Regions from separate parts of the Mus musculus genome. Here region 2 is linked to region 1. A link is a contact called in public HiChIP or PLAC-seq data. All regions are on one chromosome and are shown on one strand. The core of a region is the stretch at or near the end of the contact, and the rest is flanking DNA. Distances in the headings are between cores, read along the strand shown.

What was found. HiChIP or PLAC-seq counts read pairs in DNA pulled down with a chosen protein or histone mark.
Region 2: a contact with region 1 is called in a CTCF HiChIP or PLAC-seq map of CD8 T cells, with 5 read pairs. The contact joins two enhancer-like sites. A contact is called at or near these places in 19 of 39 promoter capture datasets (the 3T3-L1 cell line, the C10 cell line, the HPC-7 cell line and 11 more), 3 of 15 datasets of contacts at CTCF or cohesin (CD8 T cells, embryonic stem cells and pro-B cells), 7 of 484 Hi-C or Micro-C datasets (Sertoli cells, bone marrow-derived macrophages, double positive thymocytes and 4 more), 6 of 115 datasets of contacts at active chromatin or transcription factors (the 230-238 cell line, T-cell acute lymphoblastic leukemia, double positive thymocytes and 2 more) and 2 of 9 other capture datasets (adipose tissue and liver).

The regions. Positions count from the first base shown.
Region 1 is chr2:166,605,602-166,610,214 of GRCm38.p6, forward strand. Prex1 (phosphatidylinositol-3,4,5-trisphosphate-dependent Rac exchange factor 1) reads right to left here. Exons shown (of 40, transcript NM_177782.3): 10 at 4,137-4,284. Among named protein-coding and RNA genes, the nearest start is that of Gm29679, 43 kb to the left of the region's middle. Within about 2 kb of position 1,485, at least 34 of the 459 cell types and tissues checked have an H3K27ac peak or open chromatin away from gene starts, as enhancers often do. A contact at or near this core is called in CD8 T cells, where this site is marked.
Region 2 is chr2:166,751,482-166,755,986 of GRCm38.p6, forward strand. No RefSeq gene overlaps it. Among named protein-coding and RNA genes, the nearest start is that of Gm31117, 12 kb to the right of the region's middle. Within about 2 kb of position 2,965, at least 30 of the 459 cell types and tissues checked have an H3K27ac peak or open chromatin away from gene starts, as enhancers often do. A contact at or near this core is called in CD8 T cells, where this site is marked.

The DNA of each region.
Region 1 (4,613 bases), core at 235-2,734:
AACAGATGTTGGTGTGACCACTCGCAGAGGCTGGAGGTCAGAGAGCCAGAGCAAGGCTGCTCACCAGCTGTCCTATCCAGGGCCACAGTGGGGAACAAGAAGTATACCAAAGTGACTGCAGGGGGCAGAAAACAGACTCAGGAGAGCAACTGAGTGGCGACTATGCCTACACTTGCTACCCTTTGGGAAACCAAGCTGGGTCTTCAGCTTGTTGGGCCAACTAATGCAAAGCTGTCCCTATCTAGGGACCAAGATGCAGCTGGATGCTGCTCAACAGGATGCAGCTGGCAAATGGTTTCCTTGGGGACATCTGGAATTCGTGGGTGGACTTTTTAATCCTGTGAAACTTTAAGCTGGAACCCAGGAGGGAAACCAGATAAAGTTAATCTCTTCTTACGCAGGAACCTCAAACTCTGAACAGGGGATACTGGCCAGGTAGAGTCTGTGCCAAGCCAGTCAAAGCTAAAGCCACTGCTCAAAGAGCCCACCACAACCCCGTGGGTCCAGCTCTTCAAGAGAGCGAGCAGGAAATCTGATATTTCCTATGGAGCTCCCAGTTGTTCAATGCTGGCCCCAGGCTTCCACGTGTACTGGGCCAGCAGAGAGTGCCCCAAGCTGGACATCAGCGTGCACAGAAGCTCTGAGTGACAGGTGGCAGTAGGGAGCTGGGATCTGACAGTAGCTCTGGGTGAGGCTATAAACAACAAGGCCCAGGCTTCCAGATAGATGTCCCCACAGCAGTGGGAGGCACTGAGGTTTGGAGGCCAAGGTGGGGTGGAATCAAATGGCAGAGTCCTCTGACAGGCTGTGCCAACTTCCCTTCTCCTTCGGCCCTGCCGAATGGACACCACTCAGCCCGTTTCAGGTCAAGGCCAAGGTTGAGCACAGAGGGCATGTGGGCACATCCTTTCATGAGCGACACCTGATCAGAGGCTCCATGTACCACTCCCCAAAGGGACATCTTCCCACTTGCTTCCTGCCTGGAGCCTGGGGTTGAGATGCCACCTGGAGTCCCATGCACAAAGTCCCTGCCAATGTCCCTGGTGATGTCTGTCAGGCCGTGTGACTCTCATACCTCAACTTCATGACTGCCGAGAGTGCAGGCGTGTGCCGCTACACCCAGTTTGATCTCTGTTGCATGCAGCTATGCACACAGCCTTCTACCTCAGAGCCCCCAGTGTGTGGATGTTTAACAACAAGACACGCCGTCACTATCAAGGGAGGCAACAAATGCCTCTGCCTCAGGAAACCATCCCGAGTGGCCCTGGGGTCTCACAATTCATCTTTGCCCCCTACTGAGCCTCCCTGAACACCTGGACTAAAGCCTGACCCCTGACCCAGTGCCACGAGATGCAGCCCTGCTGACTCCCGAGCCTCGGGCCAACAGTCGCCAACTCAGCTCCTGCCACCCCAGCATCACAGCTCACGAAAGCCACCAGACTCTGCCACGCCCAGGCGTGCTGCTCCTCTGGTCTTCTTGTGGCTGACACTCGCTTGTCACTCAGGTCTTGGTTGAAATGTGATCTCCAGTACGAGGCCACCTTTCCCACCCTGGCTGAGTCAGCTCTGCAGCTCCCCCCTTTACATCACTGCACAACTGCCTTGTGGGGTTCCCTGGCCCAGTGGGTTCCTTTATTGGCCTGTGTACTTGTCCACCGAGTGATTCCTGTAGGAACAGCCATCTCCCTGTGGGCAGGAAGTCTGTCTGTTCAGTTCCCTGCTGCTGGCTGGCAATGGGAGGGATGGAAGGGAGGGAGGGAGAGAGAGAAGGAGGGAGGAAGGAAGGATGGAAGGGAGGGAGGGAGAGAGAGAAGGAGGGAGGAAGGAAGGAATTAATTTTTGTCTCTCTAGCTAACCTGAGGCTGCTGGAAGGCAGGTACACACACACACACACACACACACACACACACACACACACACACACACACATACACACACACACAGAGTATGTTATCCCACAGTACACAGATTTTACCACTGAAATGTGAAGTCTATTCGTTTCTGAGTGGGACACAAACAGGTCACTTCTTCACACCTGTCCATGTAACATGATGTCGTGCATGGAGGCCCCAGCCCATGTTCTCAGTGCTCTGGCCAGCATGGTACTATTGCCATTGCATCCCCACTGCATCCCCACTGTGTTTCCACAGCATCCCCACTGTGTTTCCACAGCATCCCCACTGTATCCCCACTGTGTTCCCACTGCATCCCCACTGTGTTCCCACTGCAACCCCATTGTGTTGCCACTGCAACCCCATTGTGTTGCCACTGCATCCCCTCTGTGCTCCCACTGTGTCCCCACTGTGTTTCCACTGCATCCCCACTGCATCCTCCAGCCTTTCTCCTTCCTTAATTATCATTCATTGAGACCCAGAGACATTAAACCAGTGCCCAAAGTCATCCAATAAGAAGGTAAGGGGAGTAAGACGCAGTCCCAGTCTGACTCAAAACCTGGCCTTAAAAGGCTATGAAGATAAGCCAGACAGTCCATAGCCAGGGAGTCGCCATCCAGTCCCTTACAGAGGAGGAGAAAGCAATGACTGAGGAAAACTAAAGATGCTGAAGAGAGATTAAAATGAATCAAGATTGAGGTGGTGAGAGAGAACGGCAGCTACGGAGTCACCCTGTCCAGAGTTCGAATCCCACCTCACTACAGCAGTGTGACTCTGCTTTCCCCTCTCTGTGCCACTGCCTTCACCCTTAAAATGGGGACAACAGCAGTGACCTGCTTCATAGTGCTGTGTGAGATTAATAGCCACGGCCAAATGTGAACGTCATAGATCAGATTAAGGGCTGGAGGAGTCTGTATTGCAGCCACCTATTTATTCTCCTTATGGGGGGCCAGGGGCTCCCGGAGTTGCACAATGGCTGGGAAGGGGTGTTGGTTGGAAGCCCAGGCAGAGGCAGAGGAAAGCCAAGCCTGAAGGAGCGTCCTCTTAATGGGAAGTCAGTTTCTCTGGGCCTGGAGGTTACATGAGCTGTGCTGCTGGCTGGGGTTCAAATGGGCAGCAAGAGAAATCTCCTCTAATCCTTCCTGAGGAGTCAGACCTCAGAAGTCTTAATCACAGACAGGTTATCCCATCCGGCCGGCAGGGCCGGCAGGAAGGCTCTCAGATATCCCCCTGGGCAGAATCGGGGCGGGGCTGCTGCTAGAGAAACAGCTCCTTCGGTGGAATGGGGATTAACAGTGGAAACATCCAGGGGCCTTCCCAACTTCTCCAGCTAGCTCCCACAAGGCTCCTGGGCCCAGCTCTCTCCTTTCCAGAGAGAGGCTGAGCCAAGACTGTCGGCCCCCAAGGACAATGGATGAAAGAGTTCAAACATGCTGGTTCCCCCAACAGCCAGCCCTGGCTTGTTTAATGCCAGGTCTCAAGATCTACCCTGGGTTATCTCCTCACTCCAAAAGCTCCAATGGGTGGCATGGACACCCAGTAGGGCCTTCCGTTTTCACACATCTAGACCCAAGTCCCCAACATTCCGGCTTCCACCCTCCACTGGCTCTATCATGTCATCTCGTTTCTGGGAATTATGCCCTACCCAGGGACACCCACCTCCCTGGCCACTGGCCACAGAGGCCTCAGCTTGTCCCTTCCCCAACACTACTGGCTCAGACTCTTCTGTGTACACAGTGCCCCGCAGGGCAGTCTCCTGACCTGCCACACACATGGGTCTTCAATCTCACCTTTTCCTCCCAGAACAATCAACATTATTCCCAGCTTCCTCCTTAGTGCCCTGGCTAGCGAGCTCCAGTCTGCCTCAGACCCACCCTACCTCATCTCCCTCATCTTCTAAACATAGCCCCAGCAACCTCTGTCTTGGCCAAGGCAGAACAGAACAGAAATGGGTAGAGTGTGGCCGGCCCACTGAGTCGGGACACTCTCAGCTTCTACAGTGTACTTTGTTACAGGAATTGGATCACACAGCGAGTCAAGAGCAAACGCAGTGGACAGACCTGTAGCAGAACCCTGCAGCCTCGACCCTCATCCAAGCCTGCTCCACAGGCCTGAGGGGCATTAGGTGGCTGTATAAGGAGGTCCCAGGCAAGAGAAACGGGGTGTGGGACAGGGTGGGGCAAAGCAGATGCAGGGCAGGAAGGGAAGGTGGCCAGCTGGGATCAGGACACAGAAGCCACTCACTTGCCAAGGAAGCACTTGGGGACGGTGCTCAGCTTCCGCCGGCGGTCCTTGATCAAGTTCACCTTCTTGCTCATCATCATGTGATACAGCTTCTCCCCCTTCTCCGCAATCATGACGTACGCGTCACGCTCCATGCCCAGCTTCAGGCCTGCGTGGGGATATGATTGCCATGGGGGACACAGGAGGCAGTCGGGGGTTCTGGCATTCACGCCCCCCTGCCTTGACCCCTGCATAGCCACGGAGCACTTCCTGACCCCTGCTCAACGCCACACACACCTGTCAGGGACTGCTCAGAAAGTCTGGGTGAGGACCCATGGAGGTTAAGTCCCAGGTAACTGGTGGTACCTTAATTCAGAACTAAGCTCCGAAGCCTAGCTCTACCCACAGTGCACACACACAGCTCTGCCCCCCATGCCATATGCACTGGTCCCTACCCCATCTAGACAACAACAGCAACAGCAATTAAGTGCTTCCCAG
Region 2 (4,505 bases), core at 1,715-4,214, 150 kb after region 1:
CAAAAACTCACAGGCTGGCTGGCTGGTCTAATCTAGCAGGCTGTGTTTCAGAGAAAAAAGCTGTCTCAAAAAGTAAAGTAGAAGCCGGGCAGTGATGGTGCATGCCTTTAATCCCAGCACTTGGGAGGCAGAGGCAGTCAGATTTCTGAGTTCGAGGCCAGCCTGGTTTACCGAGTGAGTTCCAGGACAGCCAGGGCTACACAGAGAAACCCTGTCTCGGAAAAAAAAAAAAAAAGTAAAGTAGAGAGCAGTAGAAGATACACTCGACCTTGACCTTTGACCTCTATATGTATGTGCATACACATACCCTGCCCCCCCCACATACACTAAATTAAAAACCAGTTTTTAAAATCATATTATTTATGCTAATGGATCAGGACAAAGCCAGAATGAGAAGTGCCAGGTGAAATGTTGCCAGGCAATTTTCTGGCGGTGATTTCTGAGTTAATGGCACATGTGCCCCAAGTTCAAGGCTGCACCACTCATGATGGTCATACACACAGGGGCTGGGTGGCTCCAGGTCCATAGAGCTAAAACCCCTCACTATCAGCCCGTGCAGGTGCACCCTGGGCAAGTGCATGCAGCCCTGGTAGGTGCCAAAGCTACATAAACAGAGGCTCTGCCCATGTGCTGTGCAAGCAATGGATGGATGGATGGATGGATGATGGATGGATAAATGATGGATGGATGGATGGATGGATGGATGGATGGATGATGGATGGATGGATGGATGGATGGATAATGGATGGATGGATGGATGATGGATGGATAATGGATGGATGATGGATGGATAATGGATTGATGGATGGATAATGGATTGATGGATGGATGATGGATGATGGATGGATAATGGATGGATAATGGATTGATGGATGGATGATGGATGGATAATGGATGGATGATGGATGGATAATGGATGGATGGATGGATGGGTGATGGATGGATAATGGATTGATGGATGGATGATGGATGGATGGATGGATGGATGGATGGGTGGGTGGATGGATGGATGGATGGATGGATGATAGATAATGGATTGATGGATGGATGATGATGGATAATGGATTGATGGATGGATGAAAGGGGGAGCTCTCCTGAGGTTGGGGAGAAGGAAAAACAGAATTTGAGAATTGCTTGCTCTCTCCATAAGAGGTGTGTGACACGTGAGACCTGAGGTGGTGGCTTTTAGCAGCTCCCCACTTAGGGTTTAAAATAACTTCTGGTTAAAAAGAAAAAAATAAGGAAACGGGGAAGTTTAAAAAAAATGGAAAGGAAAAAGAGCTCCCACTGACACCCACACATCCCACCCAGAATACTCGGCTCTGCTCCCTCCTACAGCGACTCTGCCCAGATAATAATGAAAGAGCCCCTTGCAAGAGTAAGGAAGGAGTGGTTCCCAGAGCCAAGGGACTTCAAACTGTCCCCTTAAATAGAGGCTCAGAGAGGGAAAGAGGTTTGTCCAATGCAACCCAGCCACCTAGGGGTAAAAGAAGAACAAGGATGGTAAAGGCAAGACAGTCTCAGGCTTGAGCCTGCTCCCGCTTCAAACTTGAGCACATGCAATATATGGTCAGTAGAGCCAAGCTGGGCCCCGTGGGAACGAGATCTAGGGCTCCATCTCTATCCACGTGGGCAGAGCCTGACATTTTCACAGAAAGCTATGGCACCGTGTGCACACTCTGGTGTGCAGGGTTGATATGGTTTCACTTTGCTGCACTGAGTGTCTAGAGGTATGTGTGACAGTGTAACCACACTCGCAGGAGTGAAGACACCCTCAAGAGACACTTTATACTACAAGTGTTTATTGGCCTTGGCTATTGGGCTAGGGAGACACTGAACTCCAAGAAATTGGAACTTCCCCAGGAATCTTATGCAGGTGCCAGCCGGTGGGGAAGCTTGTCTGAAAGGAGATTTCACACAGATCACCTGGCAGGACAGACTGGACCCACAGTGGTGGGTCAGTGATGGGCAGAGCCAGATCCTGACCGTAGCTCTGCAGACTCTTCTTACCCATTACTTAAACCTAAACCTCACATTGGGACCCCAAAGTTGGGTTTGTGGGGGGAGGGTCACTAGATCTCTTTAGTTGTTTCTTTCCCAATGTGCCACACTGAGTAAACCTTCTTTCTCTGCCTTTCACTGCAACTTGCCTCTTTAACTGACTGCTTAAGGGCAGGTAGCGGCTCAGACTCTGATCCTAAGAACTCAGTGTGTTCCGCTGCTCTCAGGAAAAATACGGCAAGCAAAATGATCGTGGCAACCTCACTGGGAGCCATGTGCCAGGGGACACCAAGGAGTGCTAGGGAATGTGGCCAACTGGATGGACTACCCATCCCCATCCCAGGGCCCTGTTACAGTTGAGGGTTCATCCTGCTGAAGTTTCCCATACACTGAGGCTGTCACCTGGTGAGCTCCTATCACACACACCCTTCAAGGCAGGTGTCAATCCATTCAATCACTGGTGTGCCTACCTCAGACATGAAGGGCCTAGAATGGAAACATTTGCCTACTTCTTTTTTTTTTTTTTTTTAAAGATTTATTTATTTATTATATGTAAGTACACTATAGCTGTCTTCAGACGCACCAGAAGAGGGCATCAGATCTCTGTTACAGGTGGTTGTGAGCCACCATGTGGTTGCTGGGATTTGAACTTCGGACCTTTGGAAGAGCAGTCGGGTGCTCTTACCCCCTGAGCCATCTCACCAGCCCTTGCCTACTTCTTTAGTAGCTAAGCAGGATTTGAACCCAGGCCTTTCCCAAAAGTACTTACAGTTATCAATGAGGCCGCCTGTATCACACAACCTGTCCCCAGCTTTTATCCACTAATCTCTTCAGTGTGACCAAATACCTCCAAACCCCCGCCCAGAAGCACAGAACTTGAGGAAGTGTTTGTTCGAGTTCACAGTTGGAGATGATATCAGCTTGTCACAGCAGAGGGACAGAGGTGTGAGCTACTGCTTATTCATATGGGGCTGGCGCCAGAAAATGCTTAGAGGTCTGGAAGCTCAGCTGGCTTTTGATCCCCTAGCCCCACCCCAAGTCCCTTGGCTGCCCATCTGCCAATCAGACCTCACCTCTAAAAGGTTCTACAACTTCCCCAAACAGTTCTACTCACAGGGATAAACACAGGGGTTGCTGGGGACATTCCCATCAAACCGTAATATGCCTCCCTTTGAGTTCTTCAGGACCCGAGAAAAGGTGTGTGCACATGCATGTGTGCACATGCGTGCGTATGTATGTGCATGTGTGTGCATGTGTGTGAGTGAGTGTGTAAGTGTTTGCATGCATGCTGGAGGGCAGAGTGGTGTGTGTTCGGGGTGAAGGAGTGTGTTTACCATGGCCAGACATTTGTTAAGTGCTCTGGGAGACCTGACTGAGAGAGAAAGACGCTCTTGGTCATTCTCGATGCTGAAGAAATCAGAAGCTCTCTTAGGGCAGCCGGATGACAACGCAGGATGTGATGGTTAAAGTGTGGCCCATGGCAGGAAGTACCGTTATCTATTCATCTAAACTGGGGACCCAAAAGAGGCTCAGGCATGGCTGTGTCCACTGCTCAGCCTCTGGAGAGGTCCTGATCTTGGAAAGTGGTGGATGTGGGTAAAGGTGCCCAATGCCATGCTCACCAGGAACCCGGGGAGGGGTTAATCACAACTGGGGTCTCATCTAGACTTGGGGTGGGGTAGAGGGAGCATCAAGGAGGACCCTGAAGCTGAGTGTGAGGTAGATGACAAATGAGGACATCGAGGTCTACAAAAGGGACACCTGTGAGAGACCTTCCAGGCTGGGGCAGAGAGCTGAGCATCACAGCAAGGGACATGGGCACAGCCAAGGGACATACATGGGCACGGCCAGGAGGAGCATATTGGAGAAGGAAGAAGCCAGGGAGACAGCCAGGGCTTGAGTTCCAGGGCTGTTGGAAGGCCAGTAAGAAGACAAAAGCAGAATGCTAACCATGGCTGGTGCCCAGGGGCGTGGCACATTCATGCGGCCACAGGGGGGCAACTTCATCCTTGTACAGTAGGGTGAAGTTGCTGGGTTTGGTTGCACAGCTGTAATCTCAGTCCTTGGGAGGTGGATGTAGGAGGAATAGGAAAGCAAAGTCATCCGCAGCTACACAGCACGTTTGAGGCTAGCCTGAGCTACACAGCACGTTTGAGGCTAGCCTGAGCTACACAGCACGTTTGAGGCTAGCCTGAGCTACACAGCACGTTTGAGGCTAGCCTGAGCTATGTGAAACTCTAAGACAGAAAGAAAAGAGAAGGAAAAGTTAAAGGCTGGGAGAGAAGCCGTCCTATGACAGAGACTTGTGCTAGGGAATTGGGAGCACAATGGGTCCCAAAGAACTTAAATTGCCTCAGGAACCTATGTGGTTGGAGAAAGCTGAAGGTTTGTGTGAGCTAAAGGGGGCTTATCTCCCTCCCAGGAAGAGATCCCACACAGTTCTGACAGCTTGTCAAACCACCTTGCGGAGGAGGCAGTGGAGGATCAGCGATGGGAGGGCCCAG